Linked DNA regions of Mus musculus: region 1 is linked to region 2. Evidence: chromatin contacts called from public HiChIP or PLAC-seq data. All regions are on one chromosome and are shown on one strand. Each heading gives the region's core, a stretch centred on a gene start, on an enhancer-like site or on the middle of the called end of the contact. The rest is flanking DNA. Distances are from core to core; before and after follow the strand shown. Region 1 overlaps Paxbp1 (PAX3 and PAX7 binding protein 1). Region 2 overlaps Hunk (hormonally upregulated Neu-associated kinase).

The links. HiChIP or PLAC-seq counts read pairs in DNA pulled down with a chosen protein or histone mark.
Region 1: an H3K27ac HiChIP or PLAC-seq map of embryonic stem cells shows a contact between it and region 2, with 5 read pairs. The contact joins two enhancer-like sites. A contact is called at or near these places in 1 of 39 promoter capture datasets (cranial neural crest) and 2 of 115 datasets of contacts at active chromatin or transcription factors (embryonic stem cells and stem cell-derived neural progenitor cells).

Annotation. Positions count from the first base shown.
Region 1 is chr16:91,018,167-91,023,526 of GRCm38.p6, reverse strand. Paxbp1 (PAX3 and PAX7 binding protein 1) reads left to right here. Exons shown (of 18, transcript NM_026110.2): 13 at 68-189; 14 at 782-858; 15 at 1,410-1,476; 16 at 4,218-4,364. Among named protein-coding and RNA genes, the nearest start is that of Synj1, 9.5 kb to the right of the region's middle. Within about 2 kb of position 3,871, at least 10 of the 459 cell types and tissues checked have an H3K27ac peak or open chromatin away from gene starts, as enhancers often do. A contact at or near this core is called in embryonic stem cells, where this site is marked.
Region 2 is chr16:90,413,469-90,418,097 of GRCm38.p6, reverse strand. All of the region lies in intron 1 of Hunk (hormonally upregulated Neu-associated kinase), which reads right to left. Among named protein-coding and RNA genes, the nearest start is that of Hunk, 29 kb to the right of the region's middle. Within about 2 kb of position 1,282, at least 4 of the 459 cell types and tissues checked have an H3K27ac peak or open chromatin away from gene starts, as enhancers often do. A contact at or near this core is called in embryonic stem cells, where this site is marked.

The DNA.
Region 1 (5,360 bases), core at 2,622-5,121, 600 kb before region 2:
TAAATCATTAAAAAAAAAAGCTGTCATTTTTCTACATTTTAACATCTTGTCTTTTGTTTCTTAATAGTGATAGCTGAAACCATGTGGGATCCCTTTTCTACAACACAGACTTCAAGGATGGTTGGAATCACAATGAAATTAATAAATGGCTACCCCTCAGTAGTCAATGCAGACAATAAAAACACGCAGGTACTTCAGGTCCCATGCTTGGCAAGGTTGTTTTCTTCTTTTGAAAATGAGCCAGAGTTTAAGAGAATGGGTGGTTATCCTGAGTCAGCCAGGCTGCTGATTCTCCTAGTTAGGTAATCTGGCTGTAAAACCTGAAGTATGTACAGTTAGCTGTTAGTTTTCAGTTGTACAAATTTCCATGGAAGAAAGATGCCATTAGTCTACTCAGTAGCACAGCCCACTTCTGGTTCTCCCAATCAAACATTCCAGTAAAAACTTTGGGGGAGAATAGAAAGTAAAACCAGTAGATTAGTTCATAATTGATAATTGGGACTTAAATAGCATATTTTAAAATAACCAGATACACTTACAGTTAATGCCAACCGTAAAATCACTGCTTTCACTGAGCCGATCGGGAAAGGCTTTATCATTGTTGGGTCTCAGGTAACCTTATGTTGAAATAAAGTATGTTGATTTTAAATTTTCATATAGTAGATTTGGAATATTAAAATTGGTAAATGACTGTATTGATTACTAATTGTTGAAAGATTATCTGGTAGAATTGTATTAAATTTTTTTAACAAATTCAAATGTACTTCTTCTCACTCCGTAGGTATACCTTAAAGCTCTTTTACTGAGGATGAGAAGAACTTTAGATGATGATGTATTTATGCCCCTATATCCCAAAAAGTAAGTAAGCCATACGAACATGAGATGCAACATTCTATATTTGCTTTCAGGGTCTAGATTAGAAAAATAAAGGTGGCTTGACGTATAAACTGTGCCTGAGTAGTATAAAATTACCCAGAGAGGTGGAGGAATTGTTTTGAACAGAATATAGCAAATAATGTTCTTAAAATAGTTTAAAATTGAGTTGTTGTTTGTTTCCTTCAGTATATTTGACTTCACAGGCCTTCAGACTCGCTCCCTTCCTCTCTCTTCCCTCTTTTTGCAGCTCCCTCTTTCCTTCTCTCTGTCTTCTTTCCTCCTATCCCTCTCCCCTCCCCTCTCTCTCTCCATCTCCCTCCCTCTCTCCCTCTCTTCTGAGGTGAATGCTAAGCTGGCCCTCGTGCCAGAGCCTCACTGCTGCTGCACACTGCTGGGTCGTTTTCCTGACCCCGTTACTTGAGGACGTTCTTACTGATCAGAATGAAGCAGCATTTATCTTACTGATCGGGATGAAGCGGCATTTGGCATTTATTTACTTACAAACATTTGATTGTGCTTCGTTTCTCTTTCAGTGTCTTAGAAAATAAAAATTCTGGGCCTTACTTATTTTTTCAACGACAGTTTTGGTCGTCTGTTAAGGTATGTAATCAGAGACTATCTAAAAATATGTAATTTTTTTGGACTTCATGTACTATATTTTGAGACAATTTTTGTCTTTTATTAACTCAGGTTTATATCTCTGAGACATACACACACTTTCATTTTACAACCAAGTATTATTTCAAATGTTTATTTCAGTTTGATATTTTCACAGGGAATTTTGAAAGTAAGGCCTATGCAGTCTCACAAACTGTTCAACTATAGACCACAGCTTAGTGAAAACAGAACGTAGCGCATTGAGCAACTAGAGCACTCTCTTCTCCCGAGTCGGGGCAGCATGGCTGGGACAGAAGCCTTCTAGGAGGTTTACAGCACAGCACAGTTTGTAGGTAGACAGCCCACTGATGAGAAAGGGCCCCAGGGAGCCATTGGGGATCCTCTCCCTCCCTGGAGGTGATCCTGGAGTGTGATGCAAGGGACTTAAGTAGACTCCAGGTAAAGGAGAGCGGGTGTGGATGAAGATGGAGATGAGTGCCTGAAGGCGGGAGTAGGGAAGCAGGAGCATCCTGGAGAAAGCTCGTCTTCACCCTCAAGGTTAGAGCAAGCTATGAGGTTCTGTCTGGGTGCCTCTCCTCTGGTAATTTACACTCACTCACTCACTCACTCCAGTTCTGTGCGTTTTATACATTTGTCCCCTTTGTAGTTTAGCCCTGACCTCCCAACCTGCTTGTGTTCCACGGTTCTATTAGTGGAGCTATACAACAGGGAGCCGTGTGAGGCTGGCTCGTCTCCTTGGGTGTGTTTGACATTCACTTTCATTTCCTGTTAGCAGTGGTTTGCTGCTTTTTGCTGCTGAGGGAGCTGTAAGTTCAGCTTTCCTTTGTTTAACTCATTTCCTAATTTGAAGACTTGAAATGGTTTTCAGTTGGAGTAATGAGGGAGATGCTGTGGGGATCTCTGCAGTCGGTGTTCTCATTTCAGCCCTCTGAGGGAAACCAGGAGAGGCTGTGTGGTGTGTGTCCGCAGCAGTGTGGAGAGGGTTCTGTTCGCTCTGTGCCCTCCGTCTGCTGGGTTGATGAGTGGTGGTGAGCCCTGTTCCTGTGCTCACCGTGCCTCTGTTGTTCTCAGGACTTTGGCTCATGTTTTCCTCTTATGCGTAGAGTTCTAAACTCTGGAGAAAATGAAGTGGAGATGATTTTTAAACTTTGTCTGGCTTGTCTTTTAGTTTCTCATTTATTTCAAGGGTAAAAGTTCTTGTGGGTTTTCGTTGCTGCTGAATTGAGGTCTCATGTAGCCCAGGCCCATTTCAGACTTGCTGTGCAGCCCAGGCTGATCTTGAACTCCTGCGCTCTCCCCTCCTCAGTGCTGCACTGAGTTGATGCTGCAGCAGTCATGACGATGCTGCACACTGGGTAATGGACCCAGCTGAGCCTGAGTGGGGTTCTCACCGCTGCACGGCTCACCTGTCCCCTGCCTGCGTGGGTTCTTTGTGCTTTAGAAGCCATACTTAGAAATGCCTTCCTTATAGAGAACCATGAAGTTTTTCTCCTGTAGCTAGAAGTTTCATAGTTTTAGGTTTTACATTTAGCTGTGTTATGTGTTTACAGTTAACTTTAGAGGCTAAAGAGATGGCTCTGGGGTTAAGAGCACTGAGAACCTAGGCACCAGCATGGAGATCCATAGCTGCCTCCTCTTGCACCACACAAACATGGTGCACAGACATGGCATACATGCAGAACATCCATATATACAAAATGAAATTAAATAAAATACCTTTTTATTTTAGATGTAAGGCCTGGATGAAATCCCTCTTTGTTACAGCAATATTTGTTGTGAAGACAATCCTTTCTGCTTTGAGTTGAATTTCAGCCCTAGTTGAAAGTTAGTAGAGTATGGATATGAGAGTCATGGGTGATTTTTAGCATGGAAAGGACAGAAACAAATTGCCATTTTGAAGATGACTGTGTGTGCTGTATAGAACAAATGGGTTGAAGTAGGTTGAGGATGGGGGATAATGAAAATTGGAACATTTTTGCTATCTCTCTATTGTGCCGCACCCTTTATCTTGAAACCTCAGAATGACTCTGTCAAGTAGACACTATCACTGTTGTTCTTTGTATAGGTCAGGGAGACACAGTCTGACCTGCAGTGTCATTCCATTGGTAATACAAGTCGGGAATCTAGCTCAGGCCAGTCTGCCTTTGAATAGCTCTTCTTAACAGAAATTAATTCTGCATGCCCTCAAGTCTCTATGTGTGTAATGATTTTTCTTTTAAAGGGGACTAGTTTTGTGTTGTCCTTAAGAAAAATTGAATGGAGATACTCAAATCATGTCTAGGCTTGTTTCTGTTTGGACCTCTGCTGGGGAAAAGACACCGCAGTACACTTGAGCGTCAGTGCAGGAACTATGGAGTGCTGAAAAGCGCAGGTTGGGTGGAGGTGGAGCCAGAGTGATCAAGGTGACCTGGGTGCCTCTGGCCTGAGTCTTTGGCTACAGAGTGCTGCCTGCTGTTTACTGCAGTGGAAATGAGTGGGGAAACTAGACATTGGTATGGTTGGGTGGGATGAGGCTTCATTTCATGACAGCATTTCATTTTATACACGGTGAGCAAGAGTAGCTTTTATTGTAGGAAGCACTCAGATAGCTCAGAAGTGCTTTCTAACACAAGGCACCGTCCATCACACTGCGTTTGCTGTATTACTATATAACTACTTCACTTTGTACTTAAGAATAATTGCTTGGTATTGCCTGTTAATCATTTTTTTTTTCTTCTTTTTAGCTATTGGGAAATTTTCTTCAGTGGTATGGCATTTTCTCAAACAAAACTCTTCAGGAGTTATCAATAGATGGCTTGTTAAACAGATACATCCTTATGGCTTTTCAGAACTCAGAATACGGAGATGACAGCATCAGAAAAGCCCAAAATGTGAGTTGGGTAACTCATGCTGTAGTTTAAAGCACACCCATCAGGGCGAGTTCAGCTTCTTTGCCTGAAGAATAGGAGTTATATAAACCTCCTTTGACAGTTGGACCTGCTGTAGTTATTAAACTGCCCAGGTAGTCCTAAACATTTCTTTCTAACCCAAGAAATAGACAGTTGATCTTAACCAAGAGGCCAAGGAATGATACATGAAAATCTATCTGTCTATATTTGTGGTTCTTTGGGTGTTTTTCTAGATATCAATGAAATTTTTATTTTAGGAGTTTTCTTCATAGTTGATTGTTTTGAGCAATTCAGAAGAGCCTTTTTTTCCCTCTCACTTGAATAATTTTAACAGAGTAAGTGGGGGGTGCCTCATGCCATTAATCCCAGCACTCAGAAGGCAGAGGCAGGTGGATCTCTGAGTTCAAGGCCAGCCTAATCTATATAAGATTCCAGGACAGCTAGAACTACACAGAGAAACCCTGTCTTGAAAAACAAAAATAAATAGTTTTAATATTGTTAGGTTTTCTACTTATAGTCATGAGTTACATAGTTTGATAGTTTTATTTATATATATATATATATATAATTTTTTTTTCCCGAGTCAGGGTTTCTCTGTCCTGGAACTCACTCTGTAGACCAGGCTGGCCTTGAACTCAGAAATCTGCCTGCCTCTGCCTCCCAAGTGCTGGGATTAAAGATGTGAGCCACCATGCCTGGCTTAAATATATATTTTTAATAATCACTAATAGTCATAACAATTACTAAATTAATTAATATAAATCTGCTAGTAGCAGGAGGTTTTGTTTGTTTGTTCTTTTGTTGTGAGTTTTTTGGTTTGTTAGGGTTTTGGTTTTTTCAGAGACAGGGTTTCACTTTGTATTCCTAGCTGTCCAGGAACTCACTGTGTAGACTAGGCTGGCCTTAAACTCAGAGAGATCTGCCTGCCTCTGCCTCCCAAGTGCTGGGATTGAAGGTGCATGTCACCTCATCCAGCAC
Region 2 (4,629 bases), core at 33-2,532:
CTTCTTCTTTTTCTTTTCTTTTTTTTTTTCTTTTTTAACTACATTTACTTCTGAGGGATGCATATGTGTGTGGTTGGAAGAGCCACAGCGGGCATGGGGAGGTCAAAAGGCAACTTGTAAGGGTCAATTCTCTCCATCTGTGATGTAGGTCTGGGGATCCAACTCAGGTCATCAGGTGGCAGCAAATACCTTCACCCACTAAGCCATCTCAACCAGCCTCGCTTGTAGATCCTCCTGTATCTGTCCTTAACTCCCAGGGAAGATGCTCACTCTCCTGGACCCTTCAGCCTTCATAGGAGCAGCTTCCTTGGCCCTCGCCCCTGGCCTCTCCTCACCATGCACAGACTCTTTATAGAACATTCGAATGTGGTACCCGGTCATCCCTCATCTCTTCCGTGCCCACCTTCAGTTACCACTGCCAGGCCATCACTTAAAAGAATCCAAACTCCTCATAAAACAAGACTCAGACTGGACCACAGGCCATAATGAGGATGGCAGCTCATTTTCCTCTTCAAAGACTCTGTTTGCAAAAACAGCCATCTTCCAGGTACTGGGAGTCAGTCGGGGCTTTGACATGTGCACTGGAGGGCTCAAGGAGTCAATAACTTTCACATATTTTAATGCTAAGAAAGGAAGATCTGAAGGACAAGAGGCCCAGAACCTAGGAGAAAGGATGCTACTGAGTAAGCCCGGCCCAACCAATCACAGGATGCGTCTTCCAGCTGGGGCACTGTAGTGTACTTCCTATGCCGTCGTTAACTTCTTTATCGATAAGTATAACTCTTGTGCCTTAGCTTTTGCTCTTTATCTTTGAAAAGAAAGTTACCATGTCTTTATGGGTATTTACCACACTGGGTTCTCTCTTTTCAGCTGCTTTGAACTAAATTTAGGAGATGTCTTAGTTAGGGTTTTACTGCTGTGAGCAGACACCATGACCAAGGCAACTCTTATAAGGACAACATCTAATTGGGGCTGGCTTACAGGTTCAGAGGTTTGGTCCATTATCATCATGGCAGGAACATGGCAGCATCCAGGCAGGCATGGTGCAGGAGGAGATGAGAGTTCTATATCTTCACCTGAAGGCTGATAGAAGAATACTGGCTTCCAGGCAACTAGGATGAGGATCTTATAGCCCACACCCACAGTGACACACCTACTCCAACAGAGCCACACCTTCTAATAGTGCCACTCCCTGGGCTGAGCACATACAAACCATCACAGGAGCCAACAAGTTACTAACTTTCTAGTCTTTATCATTTAAAGTCCAGGAGGGGGTTAAACAAAGGAGGAGCTGTGTAGCTCAGTCAGTAAAGGCTGAGACAGGAATCTGATACTCACTGGCCAGTCAGCCTAACATCAATTGGTAAGCCCTGGGCCAAGGAGAGACCCTGCCTCAAAAAACAAGGCAGACTACTCCTGAAGCCTGAGAGTTGGAAAAAACAAAAACAAACAAACAAACAAAAAACACAATAAAGAAATGTGAACTGTATTAGGCCAGAGATGGATGGCTCACCAGGTAAAGACGCTGGCCACCAAACCTGAGAGAAGCAACTCCCCAAAGCTCCCTCTGACATCCACACTATAGTGCGCCACACCCAGCATCCCATACATACAAAAGGAATACACAAATGTAAACAGCTTAAATTAAAGAAAAAGAAATGTGAAAGACAGAGACACCCAAGGATGTGAATATTTATATAATCAGAATCATAAAGGAACCGTTTCAAAGAAAAGAGAGAGACCATGATAAACTTCAAAGAAATGTTTCCCACTTAAATTCTGAGGTGCTGCCTCGTTTGGTGTTTTTTTTTTTTTTTTTTTTTTTTTTTTTTTTTTTGAGTTTCGAGGCAGCTGTGATCGGAGTTACCATTTTCAACTCTTAAATGCCTGTCCCAGAGGGCCTCGTCCTGAGAATCTGGGTTAACTACTAGTTTATCTATTTCCTTCATCGCAATTAAATGGGGCTTTGCTAGGTCAAAATCAGGTTGGAAAGATTTTAATGTTGCTTTCATGGGAAACAAGATGTGCCGGTTACAAATCTAACCTCCCACCCATTAAGAGAGAGAGAGAGAGAGAGAGAGAGAGAGTAAAGAAGATATGTTGATTGTTACAACACTTTCAAAAAAAATAACCAAGAGGGCAGCTCTCATTTTACCAAGCAGTTTTTTAATCACTCACAAAGAAAAGGTTAGGGGAGTGGGAAGATGACTGAGGGGATGAAGTGATTGTAGTTCAGCCCCCAGAACCCATGGAAAGTACTCAAGCATCGGCAGTGGTCACAATCCCAGCACCAGGGAGGCAGTGCTGTGCTGACCCCTGGAGCTCAATGACCAGCCAGTCTAGCCTAATTGGTGAGAGGCTCTGTTACCAAAAAGGGTAGATGGAAGGCTCCCAAAGAACACCACCCAAGGTTGGCCCCATGACACATGTGTGTGCCTAAACTACACGTGCACCCACACCAACATACACACATACAAAAAAAGGGAGGGGAGGGGAGGGGAGGGGAGGGGAGGGGAGGGGAGGGGAGGGGAGGGGAGGGGAGGGGAGGGGAGGGGAGGGGAGGGAAGGGAAGGGAAGGGAAGGGAAGGGAAGGGAAGGGAAGGGAAGGGAAGGGAAGGGAAATTAACTGTGTTCACTTACAATTAAGCAACACAGAAGCTAGGCTCAATGGTCCAAATACAATCAGTCAATCCAAACAACTGTCTGATTAACTTCAGCTTTGTAAATACAGTCAGGCCTCCTCCAATCTGAGGTTTTCATCCTAAGATTCAACCAGTTCAGCAGAAGATACGGGCACAGTCAAACATTTCCCGCAGGTGTGGAAGCAGGAAGATCATTTCAAGTTCCAAGCCAGCCTTGAGCACTACACTGAAGTCACGTCATGTGCAGGCAGGAGCCCCACACTGAAGCCATGTGCACCCATACCCGGCATCCCACCACCATGTGACGTCACTGGTCCTCCACCTCATTCCAGTACCCACTGAAGCCTCACTGAGGTATGTAGTTGAATCTATGATTCCTGTATCCATACTAACAAGTACTGACAATATATATAATGTATATATATATGCCTTAAACGTTAAACAACCTAATATAACAACTATTTACAGAGGATTGAGTTAGATGTATATAGAAGCTAATGCTGATGTAATTTGGAGGAGTGTATAAGTTACACGCTGATCATTTTATAGAAAGGACTTGACATCCGTAGTTTTTAGGACTCTTTAGGGGTCTTGAAACCAATCTCCCATGGCCTAAATTATCTAGTTTCACAGTCAATAAGGGTGAGACTGATATGGTCTATTTTATATCTTTGTTAACTACAGTGTAAAAAAGGCACACAAGGAGACCACAGTCACAAATCCAGACAGTCTCCAGTTGGGACTAGTCTAATCCACTAGGCACTTGGCAAGCAAGGTCCTATAAGCCACTTTCTGCATCCTGTGTACACTCTATCCTTCTAAAGAAGACACCAGCTCTCCCCAGACAGAGAGAAACTCGGAATTGACATAGATTAAGAAACTTACCCCAGGGGGCTGGTGAGATGGCTCAGTGGGTAAGAGCACCCGACTGCTCTTCCGAAGGTCAGGAGTTCAAATCCCAGCAACCACATGGTGGTTCACAACCATCCGTAATGAGATCTGACTCCCTCTTCTGGAGTGTCTGAGGACAGCTACAGTGTACTTACATATAATAAATAAATAAATCTTAAAAAAAAGAAAAGAAAAAAAAGAAACTTACCCCAGGGTCCCCTACCTGGGACATGGCAGGATTGTGATTTGGGCTTGTCTGTGACAAGAAGACTTGATAAGCTGCTTCTTGGAACAAATGGGTGAGGTGATTGTGGTTCTGCCCTGAGTCTGACCACACAGGGGATAGGGGTCAAGTATTATAGATAACCTAAGGTAAGCCAATGTAAGCAAGGAAGACCAGGAACATCTTACCCTCCATACTGGTCACTTCAACCAACAGCCTAATTCTCAAATCTTCTTACCATCAATGTCCTATGGGGGAGCAAATCAACACCCAGCCTCAGACAAAATCACAGACTATTACGGTAAGGGTTAATTGTCAAATGGTCGAATGGAATCACACCTGCGTGTGATTATGTCGATGACCTGAATTGCCCACTATGAGCGGTAGCATTCCCTGGCAAGATCCTATTCCGTATAAACAGAGAAAGTGGCCTAAGCCGCCCTGGGCATTCATCACTCTCTACAGCTTGACTGTAGATGTAACACAAGCAGCTGCTTCATCCTCTGCTGCCTTGCTTTCTCCATCGTGATGGACCAAACCTTGAAGAGTGACCTGGAACTTCACCCTTAAGTCGCTTTTGTAGGAGTCCTTTATCACGGCAATGGGAAAAGAAGCTAAGACTTCAGTCATCAGAAGTCAACCGCTGACTATCGGTCCTCGGTCACCAACCATCAGAATTCACGTACTGGCCTCTAGCTTTAGATCACTGGTCATCACTCACCAAACACCAGGACTCGGTCATGGGTCATCAGAACTCTGACAAAACCGTTAGGCCTCAATCACCGTTAGGCCATTAGAACGTCTTCGCTGATCACCCAAGCTCAGTTAGCAGAATTCACTCGAGAGACTGTTTCACCCACATTCAGAACTCAG